Linked DNA regions of Sus scrofa: region 2 is linked to region 1. A link is a contact called in public HiChIP or PLAC-seq data. All regions are on one chromosome and are shown on one strand. Each heading gives the region's core, a stretch centred on a gene start, on an enhancer-like site or on the middle of the called end of the contact. The rest is flanking DNA. Distances are from core to core; before and after follow the strand shown. Region 1 overlaps LOC100521322 (a long non-coding RNA gene). Region 2 overlaps SRPK1 (SRSF protein kinase 1).

Region 1 (2,700 bases), core at 50-2,549:
TAGCTTGGGAACTTCTGTATGCCGTGGGCATGGCCCTAAAAAGCAAAAAAAAAAAAAAAAAAAAAAAAAAGACAGGAAAAGAAATCAGATCTTGGTCACTTCTGGAGTGTGGACTGACTGGGAGGGGGCAGGAGGGAATGTAGGGGTGCCAAAAACATTCAAAGCTTTTATCTAGGTGATGGCTACACGGGTATGTGTATTTGTCAAAATCCATCACGTTGTACAGTTAAGATGTATTCATTTTACTGTACGTAGATTATACCTTAATAAAGCACCGCCAGCATAAAAGACACATTCACAGAAGTACACAGAACAGACACGGTCAGTTTAATGAATTATAAAGCAAGTACTGGCATAAATACCACCCAGAATGCCTGGTGCCTGCGTGTGGTCCACAGGGCTGTCAACGATCAGCTCTCCTTGGACCCCAATACCCACGCACTGCGCCTCACGACTCCAGGCACCTCCTGCTCCCCAGATTTACGGGGACACAGAGACCAGGGAAGAGGGTAGCCTGTGAACTTTGGAGCCTAGAACTTCCCATCAGTGTAACCTCAAGCTTGACTCTGCAACTCCTGTTCTGGTGATTTGAAGGAACAGAAAACACACCCGTTTCCCCTTTCTGGGAGGGGGGTTTTCCGCGCCGGCCTCCCCAGGCCGTGTCTAGCCTGGGGTCGAGATGTCCCCAGTGAAAGTCCAGGACCAATGTGCCTTCCCTGCATCCCTGCTAAAAATAACCCCTGTGCACTGTGCCGGCAGAGCAGCAGGAAGAGGACGGGAATCATGGTGTTTTGCTTTAAACCTAGAAGCTGCTCAGCAGCTGGGGGGGAGGCAGCGGTGGGAGAAAGAGGCTGGATCTGAGCACCCTGGCAGCACTCTCCCTACCCCCACCCCCAGCTGCAGCTGGTCCTCTCAGGGGTGCCTAGGAGGGAAGGGTGAGTGTGTGTGTGTGTGTGTGTGTGTGTGTGTGTGTGTGTGTGTGCGCGCGCGCACGTGTGAGCGTGGTGACAGGGCCTCCCGGCAGAGCAGGAAGCCTGTGAAGATTGGGGATGGGTGGGGAGGGGTCCCTGTCCTGCTAACTGGAGCGTGCAGGCTGGAAGGGCAGGAGTCACGTACTCCACGGGTCCCCGCCTCCTCTGAGAAGAGCTCTGTCCCCAGCAAGCCCACACCAGGCTTCCTCTGCAGCCCTCGGGGGGCTCCCGGCACACACAGGGCTGAGGATTGTCACTTCACAGTCCCCAGCTCCGTCTGGCTTCCTCTCTGCCCAAAGACATCGGGGAGGTCCTCAAGGGCGGGTGCGGTCCGGTGGCAAGGAATTTCCCTGGAAACGGGAAGTACAAGACGTGTCAGTGTGGGATCCCAGCACGAGGAGCCAGCGGCTGCGTGAAGGGAAGGGGCCCTCCTGGCCTCACACTCCTGCTCTCTTCTCCCACAGCTCCCCTGCCTGCCTCAAGCCTCAGAGGCCTCACCTGGTGGCAGGACCACTCTGCAGCTGCAGCAGAACCACCATGGGCTGCTGCATGTGTGCCCCGTTCCAGGCACTGTACTGACCCTCCACGGATTACCTCATTGAATACTCTCAGCAAGCCCATGACACTGGAATTATTATTCTCCCTGTTTACAGATGATGAAACTGAGGCTTATGGTGATGAAATACTCATCCTGGGATGCCACTGTGAATACGACAGAGACAGGGCTTGGAGTCATGATCTGGGACACAGAGAACGTCCAGGTCCAGGCTGAATGGCCAGAGAGCAATGATACAATTTTGGAAAAACTGGACCTTCCTAAATAATTTAGGACACAGGCTTGCTGTATAGGATACTTTGGTAGGAAAAAGAGCAGCGGACTTAGGGCCCAAAGTTGTACTACTAGTTATGATACGGGCCAAGGAACTTAACCATTCTGAGCCTCAGTTTCCACCTCTGCAAAATGGGTACAATAATCCTCGCATAGAAGTGCTGGGGAATAATGAATTCGAACCCAGCATTTTGGGGGCCACACCTGTAGCATGCAGAAATTCCAGGGCCAGGGATTGAACCAGCACCATAGCAGCAACCCAAGCCACAGCAGTGACACCACCAGATCCTTAACGTACTAGGCCGCCAGCGACTTCTCCAGCATTTTTTCTAAACCTGAAAAACACCAAGATTTGTCCTGCCTCAGGGCCTTTACACCTGTTTTTCCCTATGCCTAGAAGCCAAGGTCCTCAGATGTTCACACATGGGTTTGTTCTTGTCAACAAGGTCTCAGCTCAAACATAAATGTCCTTAGGGCAGCCTTCACTGACTACTCAGCCCATCCCATCTCTTGCAGTTGCATCACTGTTTTATTTTTCTTTGCACTTAGCACAATCTGAAATTATCTTTTTTATTTGTTTTGTTTGTTTGTTTATGGCCTGGCCCACCCTCTCTCCCCAATGGCCAAGGATGTAGTTTCTTGAGAGCTGGAACCTCTGTGAGGTTCAATGACCCATCCCTGGTGCTCAGAGCAGCACCTGGCGAACATCAGAGCTTGCTAAGCATTTATGAATGAATGAATGCTTATGCTTTGGAAACAGCATTATATTTAAGTGTCTGACTCTCCCTCAGGCCTTGCTGAGCCAAAGGGCAATAAATGTGGGTTAATGGGGACTCGAGAGAATGTTTTGGGCCTGGCCCAGCCCCCGCCCCCAGGGCTCCTAGGCTGTAGGGAGCCATC
Region 2 (2,834 bases), core at 293-2,792, 110 kb after region 1:
AAGGTAAAAAGACAAAAAACAAACAAACAAAAAAAACCCCCCAAAACTCTACCTTGCTAAATACTTTCTATGTACATGCAAACTAGAGATTTATTCAGTTGAGAAAATTTCCTACACGTCACTGAAAATTCAATCCTCTTCATATTGTCTACTCTAGAACTGGCCCCTCCCCCCATACTAGGTCCACTGGCCTACTCTCTAGATTTATCTTCCTAACTTGCGTTGTCTTTTAAGTTTCTACTGTTATTTCCCATACCTTTTTTTTTTTTTGGCTTTGAACGTTCCTTTCTTAGACCTCTGCATTATTTCGATGATGTACTACCTTCTTTTAAGGACACCATTTATAGTTTTAAGTTTCCTTTTGATTGTTGCATCGTCTTGGCTTTCTCTAACTGCCCATTTTACTAATGCCACGCTTTTACACATTATGTCCATCAATGAACATCAGACAAATGAAAAATGTCTGTCAGAAAAAGACAAAAACCAAAAAAAAAAAAAAAAAAAAAAAAAGGAAGAAATTTTGAGAAAAAAGTCACTATTAGTGAGGGTAAGATGATGACATGCTAGCACAAGGTGACAAAAAATAGCCCTAATTTACCTGAATCTACGTGGTCCTTGAGTTTCTGCTGGTGAATAGCTAAGTTGGGACAGCAAAGTCCCATCAAAGTCCTATCTCAATGTCTCTCAGGGAGCCACATGTTCTGTAACGTCAGGCTATGAGAAAGGCTATAAAGAAAAATTAAGTAGGGTAAGAGGACAGAGTATGTTAACACAATTTTAAACAGGGTTGTGACACATGAGTTAAAGAGGTGAGAGTGCTAGAATTTTATCTGGAATGAATCAAAAATAAAACTGAAAGTCATGAGGAAGAACTTATTTGAAAGTGATATGTTTGGGTCTTAGAAATAAATTTTTAACTCTGGCTTCAAAAGACCAACTAAAATCTGGCTGGAAAAAACATCTTAGAAACTATAGTTTACTTAACATGTAAACTTCAGTCTTCTACTTCTTTCTGCCTTGGGAAATGAAGAACTGTTCTAATCACAGAACTATCTTCTAGAGACTGTGTTACGGGTTGTGTCCCCCACAAAACATACATTGGAGTCCTAACCTCCAGTATTTCAGAATGTGACTATTTGGAGATAGGATCTTCATAGAGGTAATCAAGCTACGATGAGGTCATTAGGATGAGCCCTAACCCAATATGACTAGTGTCTTTTTTTTTTTTTTTTTTTTTGTCTTTTGTCTTTTTGTCTTTTGTTGTTGTTGTTGCTATTTCTTGGGCCGCTCCCGCGGCATATGGAGGTTCCCAGGCTAGGGGTTGAATCGGAGCTGTAGCCACCGGCCTACGCCAGAGCCACAGCAACGCGGGATCCGAGCCGCATCTGCAACCTACACCACAGCCCACGGCAACGCCGGATCGTTAACCCACTGAGCAAGGGCAGGGACCGAACCCGCAACCTCATGGTTCCTAGTTGGATTCGTTAACCACTGCGCCACAACGGGAACTCCCTAGTGTCTTTATAAAAGAGGAAATGTGGACACAGATTGAGAAACACACAGAAGAAAAACGATGCAGAGACACATTAAGACAGCCACCTTCAAGCCAGGGGAGAGGCCTCAAGGAGATCTTTCCCTCAGTCCTCAGAATGAAACCAACGCTGCAGACACTTTCATTTCAGACTTCTAGGTTCCAGAACTGACCGACAATAAATTTCTATTGTTTAAGTCATCCAGACTGTGGTACTTTGTTTGGTAACCCTAGCAAACTAATAGAGACTGGAAGATAATTATATTTGTGTACTTATCTCCCTTAAAAGGTCCTGAGGGGAAGGGCTCACTCTGTTGTTTTGGGGGTTTTTTTTGGCTGCACCCATGGCATGCAGAAGTTCCTGGCCAGGGATCAAACCCACACCACAGCAGCAACTTAAGCCACTGCAGTGACAATGCCTGACCCTTAACCTGCTGCAGCATAAGAAAACTCCGGGCTCACTCTAAGTCATCTTTGTATCCCATCTGGAGTATGTAATATGAATTTAAATTTAATTAGATGCTGTTTTAAGTTATAGCATCTACATGCAGTAAAGCTCAATAAATGCCAAATCTCTCCTATAACCTTTTCCACATGTATTTTTCCTGACAGATAATTTCTTTCTTTTGCAAACTGACAAACTGAATTTAATTTCTAAGACATACTCAAGTACCAATCACAGTTTAGTAATCCTAAAATGGAGCTAGAGTTTGGCAACACTGAAACAAAATTTGAGTGCCTAAATTTATCAGATGATAAATACACATAATTAAATATAAACTATCTCTAATCTTTAGGCAACTCTATTCCAAACTAGACCTGATACATAAACACACATACCCAATAGGTAAATTAGTTCAAAACATAAAAAGACAAGCTTTCTGTAGTATATGAGTACATATCTATATTATCCTTCCACCTGGAACATGAGTGTAAGTTTCCTAATCTATCCCATTATATTATCAATATTAGCAAAGAAATATGCAAAATACAATTCCTGCAAAATCTATTCTCAAAGGCACAGACAGTCATAGAAGAGAAAAAAAAGTCAAGGGAGAATGCCATCAAGCTCATATGTAGACAGAATCTGACATCTTAGATCAAACTGATTGTTTGAAAGGACATTTGAGATTGAAGGGCAGCACCACAATCAAGAGCAAAATCAATGATACAGTTGCTTATAAATTACATTTATAATTATTAGAAAATAAGACTAGCTTAGTATGTCAGGAGACAAAAGGGTTAAGGATCTGGCACTGCTGTGAGCTGTGGTTGCAGAGGCAGCTTGGATCCCGGATCCCAC

Evidence for each region. HiChIP or PLAC-seq counts read pairs in DNA pulled down with a chosen protein or histone mark.
Region 2: a contact with region 1 is called in an H3K27ac HiChIP or PLAC-seq map of alveolar macrophages. The contact joins two enhancer-like sites. A contact is called at or near these places in 1 of 5 promoter capture datasets (fetal liver) and 1 of 2 datasets of contacts at active chromatin or transcription factors (alveolar macrophages).

The regions. Positions count from the first base shown.
Region 1 is chr7:31,573,447-31,576,146 of Sscrofa11.1, forward strand. It overlaps LOC100521322 (a long non-coding RNA gene), which reads right to left. Exons shown (of 3, transcript XR_001297829.2): 2 at 2,005-2,135; 3 at 305-1,321. Among named protein-coding and RNA genes, the nearest start is that of ARMC12, 8.7 kb to the right of the region's middle. Within about 2 kb of position 1,300, at least 27 of the 83 cell types and tissues checked have an H3K27ac peak or open chromatin away from gene starts, as enhancers often do. A contact at or near this core is called in alveolar macrophages, where this site is marked.
Region 2 is chr7:31,684,864-31,687,697 of Sscrofa11.1, forward strand. The region is part of intron 2 of SRPK1 (SRSF protein kinase 1); the gene reads right to left. Among named protein-coding and RNA genes, the nearest start is that of SRPK1, 15 kb to the right of the region's middle. Within about 2 kb of position 1,543, at least 3 of the 83 cell types and tissues checked have an H3K27ac peak or open chromatin away from gene starts, as enhancers often do. A contact at or near this core is called in alveolar macrophages, where this site is marked.